3 separate regions of the Callithrix jacchus genome follow, and regions 2 and 3 are each linked to region 1. A link is a contact called in public Hi-C data. All regions are on one chromosome and are shown on one strand. Each heading gives the region's core, a stretch centred on a gene start, on an enhancer-like site or on the middle of the called end of the contact. The rest is flanking DNA. Distances are from core to core; before and after follow the strand shown. Region 1 holds the start of DDR1 (discoidin domain receptor tyrosine kinase 1). Region 2 holds the start of PPP1R18 (protein phosphatase 1 regulatory subunit 18). Region 3 holds the start of IER3 (immediate early response 3).

The links. A called contact is a pair of places that touch in the nucleus more often than the background predicts.
Region 2: a Hi-C map of skeletal muscle shows a contact between it and region 1, with 4 times the contacts expected there. The contact joins the promoter of PPP1R18 here to the promoter of DDR1 in region 1. A contact is called at or near these places in 2 of 3 Hi-C or Micro-C datasets (both in skeletal muscle).
Region 3: a Hi-C map of skeletal muscle shows a contact between it and region 1, with 4 times the contacts expected there. The contact joins the promoter of IER3 here to the promoter of DDR1 in region 1. A contact is called at or near these places in 2 of 3 Hi-C or Micro-C datasets (both in skeletal muscle).

What each region holds. Positions count from the first base shown.
Region 1 is chr4:35,675,500-35,678,401 of calJac240_pri, reverse strand. It overlaps DDR1 (discoidin domain receptor tyrosine kinase 1), which reads right to left and starts at 1,456. Exons shown (of 17, transcript XM_078368546.1): 1 at 1,302-1,456.
Region 2 is chr4:35,484,257-35,487,158 of calJac240_pri, reverse strand. It overlaps PPP1R18 (protein phosphatase 1 regulatory subunit 18), which reads left to right and starts at 1,419. Exons shown (of 4, transcript XM_035297500.3): 1 at 1,419-1,769; 2 at 2,556-2,902. The coding sequence starts at 1,711.
Region 3 is chr4:35,536,794-35,539,695 of calJac240_pri, reverse strand. IER3 (immediate early response 3) reads left to right here and starts at 1,422. Exons shown (of 2, transcript XM_002746312.6): 1 at 1,422-1,656; 2 at 1,768-2,735. The coding sequence starts at 1,447. The coding sequence ends at 2,028.

The DNA.
Region 1 (2,902 bases), core at 207-2,706:
CTCCTGCATCACTCCCAACCCCAGAGGCCCCCTGTGTCCCCCAGAACCTCCGAATGACCCTCTACCATGCCCTCCCATTCTGGGCTTCCCTCCCCTTCAAGCCAATGGCATCCTCCTGCCCAGGAAGGAGAAGATGGGAAACAGCTGAAAAAATGTGAGGAGAGGCACATAGGAGAGGGGAGAGGGCAGCTTCAGGCCTGCAGGCTGCCTGGCCACAGGAGGGAAGCCCAGGAGGACCAGCGAGCAAGAGGATAGACCAGATGGGCCCCCATACATACACTAACCGCAGTCCCCTTCCGGGAGCTGCAGCTGCCTCTGGGGGAGCAGGCTGGGTCAGCAGCTGGGGGGAGTGAGAAGTGACAGGTGGGGGGCAGGGTGAAAGAGTGGACAGGGCCTTGGGTGTGAGTCAGACCTGATGCCGCTGAATACAAACTGGAAACTGAGGCCAGGGAGTGAAGGAGGAGATGGAGATGATGTAACTTTGGGAGAGAGATGAAACAGAGCTCAGCTGTGGATAGCCTGGGGGATGGGGAAGAAAGGGGCAAGGGACCAGAGGAGGGAGGGGAGACTGATGGTCAGATGGGGACGATGGTGAGGGAACTCCCAGAGAGACAGGAGATGGACTGAGACCAAGGCCGAGGAGTTGGACTGAGGCCAAGGTAGAGGAGATGGCTCCGAGAGAGGAAAAGGAGGATGGAGACAGGACACACAGCAAAAGGTGGGAAGCCCCAGGGGCTCAGAGGAGACTGAAGTTTGGGAAGAAAAGGGCTGAACTGGATAAGGGAACTGAAGTGGCCTCAGAAGGGAAACAGTGTTGGGAACAAAGCCTAAGGGAGGAAGGCAGGGAACTGAGGAGGCTGGGAGCTGGGCAGACAGACCAAGGGGACAAGAAGCAAGGACAAGGGGAGAGAAGGGGATGCAGTGAAACAAAGTCGAAGGAAAGAGAAGGAGACTGGGGCGCAGAGCGTGAAGCTAAGGGACCTGGGGAGGTGAGAAGTATAAAAGGTTGAGAAAGGAAGAGGCACCTGCAGGACAGACCCATCAGGCCCAAAGAGAGAATCAAACCTGTTTCTGGACAACAGCCCCCCCGTTGGGGACACCCTAGCCCCTCAGCCCATTTGCCACACCGTGACCCCCAACTCCATTCCCGGTCCTTCCCTTCCCCCTGCTGAGCTCTAGGCAGATCTCCTCCTCCCACCGCACCTCCAGCCGGGAAGCCTGGTCCCTGCCCACAAGGGGAGGGCCCAGCTCCAGCACCCACTTCTGCCCTCCCAGTTCAGCTCTGGCTTCCTCCCTCTCACCTCCAGCTCAGGATTCTCCTAGGTCCAAGTCCCCCCAGTCTCAGGCCTTTGGGGTTTCGGGTCTGGGGCTGCCAAAGCCGCCTGGCTTTGTCCAAGAGTCCGGGGCCCCGGGCCCAGGAGCAGCTGCCCGGGCCAGCTGCGGCTGGCTTCGATGTGACCATGGCAACCAAGTCCCGCTCCCCTCACCAAGCCTTGAGGCCCCCGCAGAGAGGGAGGGAGCAGCCTGGTGGGGGAGAAAGGGAGGGGAGGCTGAGAACTGTGAAACAGAACCAAACGGAGACCCCAGACAAAGAAACCCCAGACAAAGGGAGATGAAGAGAGGCAGAGGAAGCAGAAAGCAGTGTTGGCTGGTGGTGGCCGGGAGCTCAGGCCCTCCAGAGGGGGAGAATCCAGGAGAGACTGAGAAAGAGCCAGAAGCAGGGGGCTGACTTGAGGGGGAGAAGAGAGATTTGAATTGACTGGCAGAGGGACAGAGACTCCTTCTGGGCTTCCTTCCTTTTCCCAGGATTTTGCACCCTGTAGGGAACCAGAATCCCAGTTTCTTAGTTGGCTGCCTGAAAAATATTATATATGGTGAGAGCTTCCCTCCAATTACACCAATGGCCATAGGAAGTATCTGAGACCAAAAGACACTCTCAGTTTTCACAAACAACCCCAATTTCAAAGCCTAAACCATCATCTCTTAAAGACCAATGACAATGTCACCAGTTGAGGTGGCTCATGCCTATAATCCCAGCACTTTGGGAGGCCAAGTAGGGTGGATCACTTGAGCCAAGAAGTTCGAGACCAGTCAGGGCAACATGGCAAAACCCCATCTCTACAAAAAATACAAAACTGAGCTGGGTGTGGTGATGCACACAGGTAGTCCCAGCAGGAGGCTGGGAGGGAAGATCACCAGACCGCAGGAGTCCGAGTCTGCAGTATGCCCTGATTGCACAGCTGCACTCCAGCCTGGGCAACGGACCAAGACCCTGCCCCTTCCCCCAAAAAATGGCATTGTCAGACAATGTTTAGAAATCCTTGGTTTGGAAACTATGATCCCCAAGCCAACGGTGATGAATTAGGCTTGGAGGGGCTGGAGGAGAGAAGAGGAGTAATGAGGCCTCTCACAGCATACAAGAGGAAGCAGAGTACCAAACTGGAGGGGAGAAAGCAGCGCTCTGCATCTGAGAGGGAGGGTTAAGATTCTGACTCACCATCTGGCTTCCCTTGGCTGAGTCTACACCAATAAGAGGGAGATAATAATCACTGACCCGGAGTCTGTTTGGAGGATAATGAGACAGTATCTGCAAGGTTCAGGCCCATTGATGGAAGCAACCATCCAGACTCCACAAACATGATCTCTCTGGATTTCTCATGTGTCACTTGGGATCTCTGAGTGCCACCTCCCAAGTCATTCCTCAAACAGTTGATATTAAGAGTTTGCATAGGGCACTGGGTGTGGTGTCTCATACCTGTAATCCCAGCATTTTGGGAGGCCAAGGTGGGTGGATCACAAGGTCAGGAGTTCAAGAGCAGCCTGGCCAATGTGGTGAAACCCCATCTCTATTAAAAATTCAAAAAAATCAGCTGGGCATGGTGGCAGGCACCTGTAATTCCAG
Region 2 (2,902 bases), core at 170-2,669, 190 kb after region 1:
ATGAGCCACCACGCCCAGTCTCTCTCCCCCTGAATTCTAAATCTTTAACATCCAGGCCCTGGCTGCTTCAGGCCAGAGGCTCAAATCCATGGACTAAAGGAGTTGCCCCTTCCACTACTTGCTACTTTATTCTCTGGGTCCAGCTCCATACTCTAAATTCTGAGTTTCAGCCACTGAACTCCAAGAGTCCACATCTCACCAGCAAGGAAGAGCAGGGTATGGAATTCATCTGTCTCCTCACTGTTTAGGGCATGGCATGCTCCCCTTCAACAGTCTCCTAGAAGGAAAGGATCTGCCCTGACCATTCCGCTGGCGGGCACCATTGCTTCTCTCTGTGCCTCTGGGATCCCCCTCCCACTTCGCCACCTCTGGCTTCCACTCCGAGAAGCTGGACCAGGGTCTGCAAGTTCAAAGGCAGTGGCTGTCCCTCCAGGCCCCACACCTTGCCTCAGCACTCCCGGCCCTAGTGTCTGCACCTCCTTAGGCCCTGCCTCTGAACCTAGTCAAGAGGATTCTCCCGTTCTTAACTTGGGGCTTCCTGTTCTGGATGCTCTGCAGGAAAATAAAAGCCTGATTTTTCTACGTACTGCATGTAGTCTGTCAGTGTCTCCCAAGCTGCAGGGCTGAGTTTGGGAAGGAAAGCCAGAGGGAGCCTGCGAGCCCGCGAAGTGGAGTCTGGGCAGCCACCACGCCCTCTGGCAACCGCTGGCCTTCGACCACCGCGCCCCCGCTGACCCGCCCCCACTTTGCCAGAGAGGCCGGGTCCCCATTCCTTCAAATCCCCTTCCCCCACTCCCCAACCCCGCAGCTGACCAAGAGACTCATGGGAGGCAGGTTGAAGCTAGAAAGAGTGGGGACAGCAGCTCTGGTAGGAGAACGAGCTTCCAAAACTGCTGGCTTCTGAGCGCCTCTCCTGCCGCCCCCTCCTCAAGGCCTCCTGGTGGCTGCCCTCGACCCGGCAAAAACAAAGACTGGCCGGAGAAGGCAAAATCGCGGGGAGGGCTGAGAGGCAGGAGATGGGAAGGGCGGGCCCGGCTCCTAGCAGCTGCCGCTTCCTCCCAAAGTCCCACGAGGGGCCTGAGTCACGGGCCACCGCCCTGGGTCGGCGAGCTGGGGGAAGGGATCTGGACACCTGGGTTCTTCAGGGCTACCGGGAGGGAAGCGGTTGAGGGCCCCTGGGGACACAGAGCAGAGGACCAGGGGTTGGGGCGAGTAGGGGGCAGTCCCAGAGCCAGTCCCACGCGCGGTGGGAGGGAGCCCCGCCCTCCCCTCGGGCTCCGCCCTGCGCCCCCTTCCCTCTCCTCATTGTCCTTAGACAAAGCGGTCGCCGCCCCCGCCCGGCCCCCTGATCTCTGTCTCCGTCCCTCCTCCTTTGCTGCCTCTTTCCCTCCTCCTCTCCCTCCTCCTCCCCTCCCTCCAGTCTCCGGATCTCCCTCGGTCCCTCTCTCCTCCTCTTCCTCTCTCTGGACGCCCGGCTCCTCCGCACCCCCTCCCAGGGGGGCCCCACGGCGTGTGAGTTGACTGAGGGGCTTAGACTTGGGGAGGGGGTGTCTCCTCGCTCCCGTCCCTGGCCCGGACCTTGGCTGTCTCCTCTTTGTGCCGAGATTGTCAGTCTGTGCAGCCAGAGCGGGGTGGAGACAGCTGGCTCTGTCACGGCTCCATGAGAGCGGGGACCGGGCATGGGACTCGCAGGCGCTGGAGAGAAGAGGCATGGAGCCGGCCCTCGGCACTCCGGGGTCGCCGGGCGCAGACGGCGGGGGAGGCAGGCGGTATTGACGGGACTGGGTGGGGGTGGATACCAGGGTTCTGGGAACGCGCTGGCAGCCCCGACGCCCGGGTTCCGAAAGTCCCGGGGTGGGTATTTCCCCCGACCCGCCTCGGGGGCGGAGTGCGGGGCAGAGGGGTGGGGGCTGGGGAGAGGCGTGGCCCCAGCGGCACTGGAAGCGGAGCAGGGACCTTTGGGGCCCGCGCTGAGACGCTCCCGGCCGCTACCGCCGCGCTCCCTTCCCCTCTTCCCTGGTTTCCCTTCTCCCCTAGACCTGCTCGCTCTCCGCTCCTCCCTGCCTCCTCGACACCCCCTCAGGTCCCGTTGCCCTCCTCGGGAGGGATTCCCGGTCCTTCCTTCCCACACTCACCTCCCTGGGGTATCGCTGAGGCAGCCAGGCCTGCACCCGGGTTCCCCTCATCCCTGCCCCTTTTCTCTTTTCACCCTCATAGCAACTTTTCTTTTCTCCCATTCTCTGTTTCCCACATCCTAGAGACTGTCTTTAATACGCATTAACCCTGTACTGCCACATCTGGCTCCTGTCCTCATTGCCTCCAATCTGGACTCTTCCTCTCACATCGCCCCCACCACCCCCAACTTGGGCTCATAACTTCTCTTCACTTTTTCCATTTCCCCTGTTCTCTGCCGTCCCTCTTTCCCTTGGTCCTCATCCTCAGCTCCTCTGCCCTGCTCGTGGTCCCACCTCTCCCCCTCCACTTCCTCCCCTCCCACCCTCAGTCTCACTCCCTGGGCCTCTCTGGAGCCTCTTCTTCCTGTTCTCTGCCCCCAGTGCTCCCTACCCTCACCTCAAGGCGACCATGACCACCATCCCAGACTGGAAGCTACAGCTGTTAGCCCGGCGCCGGCAGGAGGAGGCGTCCGTTAGAGGCCGGGAGAAGGCAGAACGGGAGCGCCTATCCCAGATGCCAGCCTGGAAGCGAGGGCTTCTGGAGCGCCGCCGGGCCAAGCTTGGGCTGTCCCCTGGGGAGCCTAGCCCTGTGCCAGGGACTGCAGAAGCCGGACCTGCAGACACAGATGAATCTGCGGTCCTTCAGGAGGCCATCGGGCCAGTGCACCAGAACCGATTCATCCGGCAGGAGCGGCAGCAGCAGCAGCAACGGAGTGAAGAGCTGCTAG
Region 3 (2,902 bases), core at 173-2,672, 140 kb after region 1:
GAGACACTGTGCCTGGCCGAATTTTATTCTTTTTTATGGCTGAATAATATTTCATTGTGTATTATTATTACTATTGTTATTATTATTTTATAGAGACAAGATCTCACTATATTGCCCAGGCTCCTAAGCTCAAATGATCCTCCCACCTTGGCCTCCCAAAGTGCTAGGATTACAGGCAAGAGTCACCACGCCCTGCCAATATGTATTTTTTAAAATCCATCCATCCTCTGTCCCCCCCTAATTTTTATTTTAGATTCTGGGGTACATGTGCAGGTTTGTTACTGCATCATGCTTAGGTTTGGGGTACCAATGATCTTGTCACCCAGGCACTGAGCATAGTACCCAATAGTTTTTTTGTTTTCTTGTTATTTTTTTTTTAGACAGAGTCTTACTCTGTCACCAGGCTGGAGTGCAATGGCGTGATCTCTGCTCACTGCAACCTCAGCCTCCCAGGTTCAAACAATTCTCCTGCCTCAGCCTCACAAGTAGCTGGGATTACAGGCACGCATCACGACGCCCAGCTAATTGTCATATTTTTAGTAGGGACAGTCTTTCACCATGTTGGCCAGGATGATCTTTATCTCCTGACCTTGTGATCTGCCCACCTTGGCCTCCCAAAGTGCTGGGATTACAGGCATGAGTCGCCGCGTCAGGCCAGTACCCTATAGTTTTTACTTTTGCCTCGCTCCCTCGGTCCTTCTAGTAGTCCCCAGTTGCTGCTGTTGCCATCTTTACGTCCATTGAGTTCCCAATATTTAGTTCCCACTTATAAGTGAAAATGTTTGGTATTTGGTTTTCTGTTCCTGGATTAGTCCACTTAGAATAATGGCCTCCAGCTGCATCATGTTGCTGCAAAGCACTTAATTTTGTTCTTTTTTATGGCTACACGGTGTGTGTCTTCATGTGTCCTCAGACAGGCAGGGTTGTGTCTGTGTGTGCTAGTGCGTTCATTTTTCTCTTAATCTTGACTATTTATGTAACGACTTCCTTCTTGGGGAGTGTATTTTCTATGGATACCTACGAGTGCATGAATACGCGTGTAACTGGGTCCGTATTGTAGCAGGATGGCCCGATCGCCAATAAAAAGCCCTCTTGCCTCTCCAGGGCTGGGGCCTGTGAGGGATCCTGTGTCTGAACCATCTCTTAGGCTGTCGTGGGCCCCTCTCCAGCTGCCACATGCCCCGACATGTGCCGACAGCCCGGGATCTCACCCACCCCCACTCACGACTCACACATTCACAACATGCTGTTGGGCGCCTAGGATTGCGCACGCCAAGTCTCCACCCACGCTCTTTGTTTAATTGTCGGAATTTCCAGCCCTGCAGAAGCCAACCGCTCCCCAGCTGCGAAAGGAGGAGTTAGAAGGACCCGCCCAATTTCCAGGAGCACATAATTACATCTGCCGCCGCCGGCCCACACTTGGCTTTACACTCCGCTCAGAGCACCATGTGTCACTCTCGCAGCTCCCACCCCACCATGACCGTCCTGCAGGTTCCTACCCCGGTCCCCTCGACCAACCCGGGACCCCGGCGGGGCTCCGGTCCTGAGATCTTCACCTTCGACCCTCTCCCGGAGCCCTCAGCGGCCCCAGCAGCGCGCCCCAGCGCCTCTCGCGGGCACCGAAAGCGCAGCCGCAGGGTTCTCTATCCTCGAGTGGTGAGCATCGCCGGAGGGGGCATTCGCAGGGCGCGCTGCCCTGGAGTCACTGGGGAACGACCGGACTCCAGAAGCCTGATCTGACCTGTCTCCTTTTTTGTCTCCCTTTAGGTCCGGCGCCAGCTGCCAGTCGAGGAACCGAACCCAGCGAAAAGGCTTCTCTTTCTGCTGCTCACCATCGTCTTCTGCCAGATCCTGATGGCTGAAGAGGGTGTGCCGGCGCCCCTGCCTCCGGAGGACGCCCCCAGCGCCGCATCCCCGGCTTCCACCCCTGTGCTCCCTGTTCTCGAGGCCTTTAATCTGACCTCGGAGCCCTCGGACTACGCTCTGGACCTCAGCACTTTCCTCCAGCAACATCCGGCCGCCTTCTAACTGTGACTCCGCACTTCCAAAAAAGAATCCGAAAAACCACAAAGAAACACCAGGCGTACCTGGTCCGAAAGAGCGTATCCCAAACTGGGACTTAGAGGCAATTCGAACTCAGAACACTACAGCGGAGACTCCTGCAGGTGCTTGAGGCGGGCCAAGGCGCACAGAGACCGAGGCACGGCCACGCTGGGGCTAGGCCCGGTGGGAAGGAGAGCGTCGTTAATTTATTTCTTATTGCTCCTAATTAATATTTATATGTATTTATGTACATCCTCCTAGGTGATGGAGGGGTGCACGTAATATTTATTTTAACTTATGCAAGGGTGTGAGATGTTCCCCCTACTGTAAACGCAAGTCTCTTGGTATTTATTGAACTTTGTGGGACTGGTGGAGGCAGGACACCTGGAACTGCGGCAGAGTAGAAGAAATGGGGAGGACTCGGGTGGGGGAGGACGTCCCGGCTGGGGTCAAGTCTGGTGGTGGGTCGTAGGTTTAGGAGGTGACATTGCGTCCTCCAGCCTCTCAACTCCGTCTGTCTACTGTGAGACTTTGGCGGACCGTTGGGCAGGAGATCCGTGGCCTTCGATCTCCTCGAAGTCGCCCTTAAAGGGCGGCTGCGGGGTAGAAGGTTGGGGGTTGGTGGGCTGTCACGGGGCGACTGTCGAAATCGCCGAGTATGTTCTGTGAACAAATAAACTTGATTTACTGTCTGCAGTCTTAAGTGTGTCTTTGCAAGCGCCGACTCCCCACTCCTCCCCGTCTTCAGATGCCGAGGACCGGCGGGAGGCGCAGTGGCCAAGTCCCCAGCCAGCGAGCCCCTTTAACTGGAGTCAGAGAACCCAGCATCCGGTTGCCGGATGCAGTCGTTCATTGCCTA